Regions from separate parts of the Danio rerio genome. Here region 2 is linked to region 1. The links are chromatin contacts, called in public HiChIP or PLAC-seq maps. All regions are on one chromosome and are shown on one strand. Each heading gives the region's core, a stretch centred on a gene start, on an enhancer-like site or on the middle of the called end of the contact. The rest is flanking DNA. Distances are from core to core; before and after follow the strand shown. Region 1 holds the start of grhl1 (grainyhead-like transcription factor 1). Region 2 holds the start of ywhaqb (tyrosine 3-monooxygenase/tryptophan 5-monooxygenase activation protein, theta polypeptide b).

Region 1 (4,925 bases), core at 632-3,131:
CCAGAAAACATTCTTCAGAACATCTTTTTGTGTTTAACAAGACAATAAAAGGTACTCATAAGTGTTTGGAACTACTTAAGGGTGAGTCAATGGTGAGTAAATGTTCGGTTTTCGATGAACTTTCAAAACAAAAACATATACTTTAAACATCAATGGTTCTATAGAGATCATTTAAGTAACATATGATCTTTAAATTGCACAACAGGTACTTTAGAATGGTAAAACTTTCTTCACACTTTCCAAAACTGCTTACTAAAAACCTCTTTGGAGCACCAATAATAGTTCGTCAAACTGTGAAACCCCCCATTTTGAAGGGCTTTTTTGGGGGGGGAGGGTGATGATGGTTAGTTTCTGTTGTCCCCTTTAATAATAGACTCGATCCATATAGAGTTGCTATGACAAAACTTGCGTCCAAGTTGGTGTACGCAAACGGATTACGAGTAATTTGATAACTAATTGTGCCATTCTTTCTCCCTGTTTGATTTTAACTTCGCAACCCGATAGATCCGTTATCCTGGGACAATAAAAACCTTGTGGACACGCAATCCCACTTCTAAAACAAAAGAGGCAACCAAGCGTGAAATCACTAATGATGCGTTTGCGACCCCATCCAGCAAACTCCAAACACTAACTAAGAAGAGTTTTGAGTTTTTGCATTAGGAGCCACAGATACACAGTCTCTAGTTGCATATATGCTATGGTGATTGTCATCAACAAACGTTTGTTTGAGTGGAAAAGCTCAGCAACTGGAAAATATTTAGTGTACACACAATGACCACTTCTACGAAACAAAAGAAGCCGGAACGTTTCCTAAAAAATCCAGAGCGATTCTGTGTGGATTTGCATGTTTTAAACAATGCACAAAAGCCTTAAACACCATTCCTGAGTAGGAATTGCCAACGCCTAGAAAGCAGGTGTGTGGTTTCAATCAGCTCCTTTTACAAAACTTTAGCCAAATTTAACCTAAAATAATATTTTGATGATCCCTTTAGACATTTTGTTGATTATACCTAACTACATGCGAGTGTTAGTAGTCTGTCTGTTTACAGTAATACCTGCCAACACTTTTATTTTGAATGTCTCTCAACTGACATTCAGCTGACTGTAAGTAAATATAAGTACTTTAATGAGAGAATTCTTATTGACAGTTACTTACAGTTAACAATGTCTGTTGAGGATCCATCAAAAACAAATGAACAAATAATAATTCAAATATCGCAGATTTAACATACTGTACAATACTAATAATATCACTTACTCCCACATCATATACTATTACCTTTACAAAAACACAGATACTAGTTGCACAAGCTTATAACAAACACTTACTAAAAGAAAGTCCTGCAATTCCCATTTTGCCTCAAATACGATTTCACTCCAAAACAGATAAACAAACATTCAAAACAAATCAAGTATCACGCAAGTCTGACAAACTCAGCGCAGCGCTCATAACTCCCGCAGCAGGTGCAGATACACCTGCGACCGTAGCAGGTCTGAACATGACAGGTGAACTGAAGAAACCGAACAGCACAACTGTGTAGCGGAATCAGCTCTCGCTGACAGTCTGACTCCTCACGGCAAGCCAATGCCTTCCACAATTGCTAAACTAATCTCAGTCAGCTTCAGCAAATAAAAGCAGAATTAAGCAGTAAACAGTGTATGAATCATGAGATCCGTTTGTGTCGATCTTCCCTCGGTTAACTATGGACCAACAGTGGTGAACTTACTTTTCATGCTCCTGTGACATCTCTTATGGTCGAACTGGACTTTCTAGTTGGTACTGTAAATCCGATCCTTCTTCTTCTTGTATGGAGCAACGTTTTCAGGATGGGATGAGGGCTGCGTTGTACGAGAACGGGTTTTGTTGGCTTTTCTCGCTTTTTTGGATATACTGAGAAATTGGGGCCGGTTTTACCTGTGACAGGGCTCTGGATTGGATTACACCTAAGAGGAGGAGCTTAATATTCAAAGACGCTCATCTGTTTATGGTTTGTGCATGTTTAAGGTTGCATCAAATCTGGGGAAATTAACTGCACGGTGTAAATACGGTTTTTAAATTTAGATTTGCATTGGAACATTTTGGTTATTTAAGCTTTTAATTGTCTATATTTCTATATAGTATTTTTATTTTCCAAACAAATCTGATTTAGATTTGGGCTACTGAAGATGTTTGAAAATATTATGATTTTGTAATGTTAGTGTTCTTTGCGTACCAAGGCTGGATGTATTTGATTTAAAATAATAATAAGAAAAACTGTAATACTGAGAATTATTATTTACCTTTTAAATAGTTTTTTTTTTTAAATATTGCATTTATTTATGTCATTATTCACATTTTTATTGTCACGTGATCTTGCACACTGTAGAAAAATTCCTGGTTGTCTTAAATTTTTAAGCTGAATCAAAATAACCTTATGAGTCCCTTGAACTTATGTTAAGGTTAACTGACTTAAAAACAGCTTGTGTAACTTATCAAATTAAGTTAGAACACGATTAACTTTGTTTAAAAAGTTACAATGACCTAAAAACATATGCGCTCAGGACTAATTGATTATATAATTTTTTACAGTGCAGAAATCATTCTAATATGCTGATTTGATGCTCAAGAAACATTTATTTAATTTAATTTATTTTAGTATTTAAAATATTTAATATTTATTTATTTATTTCATGTATTCTTATTCATGTTGAAAACAGTTGTGTTGTTTATTGCATGTATTTTTATGGAAACTGTGAATATAATACCACCAAAAGTACAAAGATAAAAGTCTTAATAAAAGATGTGTTAATACAAGGGATAATATTTATTTAAAATATTCATACTTATTAATGACACATTAAATTGATCAAAGGTGACAAAAACATTTATAATATTCTAAAATAAATAATAAGCTATTTTTAATGCTGCCTTTTTAGCTTCTGTTTATCAAAGAATCCTGAAAATCGATATTTATATATTTTTACATTAATAATAATATAATAATCAGCATTGAATATTGAGAAACGATAATGATTAACCACAACACAGAATTAAATCAGTATATTTGAAATTCTGAAGTATTATTTGACTCTGAACTGTGGAGTGATGATATAGAAAATGCAGCTTTGGATTATACAAATTAATAAATGTTTTAAACATATTCCCAATTTTTCCCAAACTTTTATCAGGTACTAAACAAGACATCAAATAAAACAAGTTTAAATCACTTTACAGTATAGAAAAAAATCTGCATGAAGACAGCATTTGTATTAAAAAAACACATATCATCTCATTATAAATTACACAAGTTTAAACTGTTCCTGAAAATGCTGGTGATGTTCAACATACTACACTAAAGGATGAGATATCATTAGAATTGAACATTCATTGTGTATCCCAGAGATGAATATGAACAATGACATCTCTTGCTTGGCTGTAAATTTAGTTTTCATGTTGTAATTCACATGCATTTCCATGTCTTCAGTTTCTGCTGATTTGTGTGCATAACAATATTAGGTGTTGCCAATACAGCATTCATTTAGCATATTAGGACAGGCCCAATTCAAAGCGCTGTTAACACCCACACCAAACCAAAACCCAACGCTAGTTCTTCTTAACTGAACAAAATGGCTTTAATAACAATATATATTTATATAGCTGTTTTGTTTTGCATGATATAATCATAAAGAATTATACAAAATTATTCAGTCAATTAAATAATAAGTAATAATAAATAATAATAATAATAATTTCTAAACCTGAACTTGTCTTGACAAGAAACTATATAATATGCATATATCACTTCATATATCAACAGAAATGCGAAATGCAGCAAAACCAAATGGGAAAACAGTCATCTTTAGAATAAGGTGCTTGTTGTTGTTGTTTACAAGCTAATCACTTGTGTTTATTTGCATGTCATTTGAATTGATTAGGCTACAAAACTAAGATTTACATCTTGCTTGTAGTTCCCAAACTCCAACACACTTACTTGTTTTATTATCATGCAAATAAGCCAAATTCATGATACTCAAACTCCATTCAGTTTCTACTATGATATTCTTTCACTTAAATGGATAGCTAATATCTCTTTAAGAGCTTAGAGAGTGTTTCTTATAGTGGATGAGTGTGTTAAGTGGAGATAATGCCTAAAAACTTACAGGGATGAGAAAATAAACAGCAGCTCTCCTTAGCGGGAGAAGGCTTTAGATGCTATCAGTGAGTTTTCGGTTTAAACTGTTCTGAGTCCTGCAGCACTGTTTATTTACCCTAATGCTGAGACCTCTGCTTGAACAGGCACACTGTTTATATTTGCTGTCATGGCTTTGAATGTGTGCTGACAGCAGGAACTCATTATCCATATGCATGTGGATTGGTTATTGCTGGTAAATTTAGTTTAGCTGTTGCTACAATATATGTTTGAAGGCGGTGTGTTCTAATTGCAATCACTTTTGTGTACAGAATATATAAAGTAATCACGTTTGCTGGGTTGCTTATTTATCAGTTGTAGCCTATTGCTACAAATTATGATGAAAATGGTAGTCAGTTATGTAATTAATCATTGTAGGTATTACTTTTTTGGATTACTTTTAGATTACTTGTGACTAACATGGATTTCACTGGGGTTATAGATGTTTAATAAAAAATGGAATGAAATAAAAACATATTTGTTTAGTTAAATATTATAAAAGGCATTTAACATTATTTCACAGGGTTTCCAAAACTGGGAAAACATTAAAATGGCGAAAACAATTCAATTAATTTACATATTAAACCTATAAAACCTGAACGCTTAAATATAATAATGAATTTGTCATGAATTTGACTTCTGCCAATATTTTCAACAGTGTATGAGCAATTATAGAATTGCTAGTACATTTTGCATCTCCTGGATAAACCTTTTTGACGCGGATATAAAAAAAAAAAACTTTTAGTAAATTAAACC
Region 2 (4,925 bases), core at 846-3,345, 75 kb after region 1:
TTACTAATCTAAGATTAAAGATCAGTATGAAAAGATCTTTGTTTAATATTCAAATGATTCACAATTTTTTTTTTATTAAAATAAAAAACTTCTTGAATTTTGAGCATGTATGTAAACAAAGAGGATGAATTTTGATGTAAAAACATTTAAAAAAATAAAATGGTTTAATTTTTACAATTATTTGAAAATAGAAGACTGCCTTAGAAGACTGACAACAGAATAATATTAAACCTCCTGAAATTAATTAATTAATTTATTTATTTTTTCATATTTATTTGTTCATATTTATTTATTTATTCATATGTGCTTATTTATATTTATATATTTCTTTATATATATTTGTTTATTCATATTTATTTATTCATATATTCATTCGTTCATTTTCTTTTCAGCTTAGACCCTTTATTAATCAGGGGTCGCCACAGCGGAATGAACCGCCAACTTATCCAGCATATGTTTTACGCAGCAGGTGCCCTTCTAGCTGAAACCCATCACTGGAAAGCACCCACGCAATTTCATTCACACTCATAAACTAGTCAATTTAGCTTACCAAATTCATCTAAAGCCTATGTCTTTGGACTTGTGGGGAAAACCAGAGCACCCGGAAGAAACCCATGTGAACACAGGGAGAACATGCAAATCCACATAGAAACGCCAACTGACCCAGCCGAGGCTTGAACCAGCGACCTTCTTGCTGTAAGGCAAATGTGCTACCCATTGCGCCACCATGCTGCCCTATTTATTTATTTAGTTATTCATATTTATTTATTTGATGGTCCTAGCCTTGGTGTTTATATGTTTAACAACAGAAATAGAGCCTGTTTGTTACTCTTCTATAGGTTAAATACATAAAAAAGAAAAGAAAAAAGACAGAAATAAGAAAAAGAGGGGCAGAAACAGTTTTTTAGGTCCTCTTATTCCCTCGAAGCACCGCAAATTGGCCTAAATACAATAATAACAAAAAAATAATGCAAAAATGCACATTTGTGAGAAACTTGACATTTTGTTTTGCCACAACTAATTTCTAATATTTCTAATGCAATTATGTCATTCAAAATGCTTCATGAGACTATAGTTCTTTCCCCCACTAAAGCAAATAATTAGTTTATTGGTCTGATTTTCTGCTTGATATCAAAGTTCGTAATGTTGTGCTTCTCTTTGTAGCTTGTTGATTTGGTTCAGTGCTTATAATGCTTTAACAAAAGGAAACAACAGAATGGGAAAAATACATTCAGAAGCAGCACTCTGCACTAACACTCTATAGCAGGCTGTTATTTTTGTTGCATAGCAACATGAATGCGTCACTGGCCACATTCTAGTGAACTGATGCCACTTAATGAATTTGCATTTTAATAATAAGCCCATACGCATGCATAATTTATATTGTAATATGAAGTTACTGGTTAATAATTTCAGAAAATATACTTATTGCTTGTTGCATTCCAAATAAAGTCACACTTAAATAGGTTGCAGTGACAACCTTGTTATGTCCTTTATATATTCATAATGCAGAACAGCCTCTGGTGTATGTACAGTGTGCGCGTGCGTGTGTGTGCGCGTGTATGCATGTGTGTGTTTGTTCAGAATTCAGACTTAACCTTAAATCTGTGCTTGAATCATCTTATCAGCAAGCAGAACACAGTACATTCTCGTAAACATGAAACACATCCTGTAGAAAGTCAACCAGCCTTTAAATGAAGAAGCAAAGCAATTATCTCAGCGATCTGATTAATGAGAGCTGGTATTTGGGTCTCGGTAGGAAAGCTGGATCTGCTGCTGCTGCATCCACTTCCCAATCATGATGCTGATGGTGATGCTGGGATGAGCAGGAGGAGGAGGGGGGAATCACCATAGCAATAGTGACGTCATCCCCCTTGCTCTAATTGGAGGAAACCCCGTGGCTTCAAGTCAGAGTCTACTGGGCAACCGAACGCATTGGCACAGGCCCGCCTCCATTCCCCGCGCTAATCAGCTATTGGACGATCGCGAAAAGAACAACGAGTGACAGGCGGTAAACGCAGCCTCTGATTGGCTGACAGGCGGGATTAGCGACGTTCTGTGGTAACACTTTCGATTGTCTTTCTCTACTACATTTTTTTTCCTAACCATCCAAGCTCAAAGGCTATCAATCCGGTGGAGCCAACTATAGATTGCGAGGTGAGGTGCAATTTAATGTGTTTAAGCCACAGAGTATGATGTGTGTTTATTATTTAAGCTTATGTTCTTATGTGTGGTTTATATCGTTTCATTGGACGGCGTAATCGGTAAAACCGCGCTGGTCGGTTGAGAGGCAGGAGGGGCTGCCAAACTGCGTCCATATCGATCAGGAAAAAAATGGTTGATTTGCTTATTACATTGTAGTAAACATGTATTTCCATTTGGTGTGCGATACTTGCGTCCTTAGAATGCATATTTGCTTAATATGTGTTGGCTAAAATTATAATATGTGTTGGACAAGATGAGACCCATCGCTGTTTAAGGCGGGTCGTCGAAACGTTTTTTTAAAACATGCTTTTTCAATACGATTTTGTTAAACGTTGATTTAGATAGGGTTGTATTGGTGTTATAAACTAATATTAAGTCTTAACGTGCGCATTTGTTTGGCAAAAAACGCATTGTAGAACGAGAAACCTCATTGCTACGGAAATCAGGCTGGATTTCATTGATTCATATTGACTCGGTATGATTTTCATCGGTGTGCTAAACTGAAATGTCCTATTTTGACATTAAAATTATACGTTTACATATATACATAAATAAAATCCCCTATTTTGACATTAAAATACGCATATATATATATATATATATATATATATATATATATATATATATATATATATATATATATATATATATATATATGTGTGTGTGTGTGTGTGTGTGTGTGTGTGTGTGCGCATGTTTGTGTGTGTGTTTGTGAACAGGGCTGGGCTGTATGGATCACACTGACACAGATGTGTTAAGCTGCACACACACACTTGCATTCATACACACCCTGTCCGTGTCTTCAAATCTAGTGAGCTGGCTACCTAGACAGCAATGCGTGTCTGTCGGAAATGCGGTTTTGGCAGGCAGCTCGCTAGGATTTAAATCGCATCCACTCGTCTTAGCTGATCTCCGTGTTTCTAGTATGTGTGTAGGTAATGTAAATGTAAGATTCACGGAGAAAGCTTGATTTCAGTGATTCGAATCTTTTGAGTCATTTGAAATCTGCTTCATGCATTACTGATTGCATCGTTACGACAGTTGATGGCAACAATGTTTGCGTGTGCTTTGATGTGGCATCTACCGCCTTTTGCTTCTCGGAAGTAAGCTAATTATTGCTAAATACCTAGAAAAAAATATCTAGATGGGAGATTTCCTTAAGATTCACATGTTGTTGTTGTTTTTCAAGGCATTTGGCTAGCCCTGTCACATTAATCAATATATCGATTTATCGCAAAACATATGGACATGACCTCAATAATTTTAGGTGATGCAATATATATCGCCCATACATACCCAATTCTAGCAACATTGTTACAGATTGTGCAACATCTCTATCTCTATTTGAGGTGTCAGTATGGTTAAAAAGCGTGTTTTTACGTTGCACTTTTTTGTTAGGATTTATTATTATTCTTGTCGGATTTGACTTTTCACAATCTTATTCCAATGTCTATTTATTACATTATTAAAATGCCTCTAATAGGATTAAATATTCTTAAGAATCAAATATTATTCTTTGGAAGAATTTGATAATATTATATTGTCATTCTGGCATTTTATAATGAGTGTCATAAAAATGGTCTTATAATGACAATAAAATAGTTTATTGCTATATATTTTGGTGCAATATATCTTACGACAAAAAATATTTAACACTGTATTTAAAAAAACAGGTTTCTAATAAGTAACTAGATAAGAAGGTTTGAGACACGTGTTCAGTTTATACTGACAAATTTGTTTACAATGGACTTTATTTTATTCAGAACTTGAAAAAAATTTAATTACTGAAATTAACTTAAATTACTGAAATGAGCCTTTCATTTCTGACAGCACTCCTTTATGTAACACAAGAGTACAAAAAACAAATACATTTGTTTGCGCTACAAACCAGTAAGTTCTTGATCCTGACAGTACATTAAAATAATTTGATAATTAACACCACTTTAGAATATCATGCAGAATAACAAGGTCTTTTGTACATACAGCTAAAAATAACTAGAAGGGGAAGAAGACTCTGGAAGTCTTGCGCATTTAGGTTACAGATGACCATGACCACTCTTACGTTAAAAACAAGGTGGATAAATGAGTAATTGAATCATTCTCCCAACCAATTGTGTTCATTCAAGTGTGCAATGGCATAGTTGATTCAGTTACGACAAGATATTCCTGTTACACATCCAGTAAAATGTATTAGTTTGTGTGATAATTTTTACAAAGCAATTATCTCTGCCGCTCTTATGTTAAAAACAAGGTGGGCAAATGAGTAATTGAATCATTTTCTCACCCAATATTGTTTATTTAAGTGTCTGAAGGCATTGCTTATTTAGTTCACCTACGACTCATCCAGTAAAATGTATTAGTTTATGTGCTTCACAGCTTGTAGTCAAATGCTTCTTGTCTTCATAAGTCACTCATTTCTAAGAGGTAGACATCAGTATGTGGAAGTAAACAGAAAGATTTGTTCACAAAAATGATACCCAAATCAATATATTGAGTCTTCACTGTCATTATCTTCCCCCCCTCAGCCTCTCCAGGGATTAAGCAGCGGTTCATTCCCCTCCTTTGATCAGTCGAGTGTCCTATAGACCTAAAACACTCACAGACTTAAAGAAAAGCAGCAGGATGGACAGAACAGAGCTCATCCAGAAGGCGAAGCTGGCAGAGCAGGCAGAACGCTATGATGATATGGCGTCCTGTATGAAGTCGGTGACCGAAGCTGG

What was found. HiChIP or PLAC-seq counts read pairs in DNA pulled down with a chosen protein or histone mark.
Region 2: an H3K4me3 HiChIP or PLAC-seq map of gastrula embryo shows a contact between it and region 1, with 2.6 times the contacts expected there. The contact joins the promoter of ywhaqb here to the promoter of grhl1 in region 1. A contact is called at or near these places in 2 of 18 Hi-C or Micro-C datasets (embryo and an unstated tissue) and 2 of 4 datasets of contacts at active chromatin or transcription factors (embryo and gastrula embryo).

Annotation. Positions count from the first base shown.
Region 1 is chr17:34,128,607-34,133,531 of GRCz12tu, forward strand. It overlaps grhl1 (grainyhead-like transcription factor 1), which reads right to left and starts at 1,882. Exons shown (of 15, transcript NM_001305567.1): 1 at 1,728-1,882. The coding sequence starts at 1,747.
Region 2 is chr17:34,202,957-34,207,881 of GRCz12tu, forward strand. ywhaqb (tyrosine 3-monooxygenase/tryptophan 5-monooxygenase activation protein, theta polypeptide b) reads left to right here and starts at 2,096. Exons shown (of 6, transcript NM_201484.1): 1 at 2,096-2,157; 2 at 4,731-4,925. The coding sequence starts at 4,828.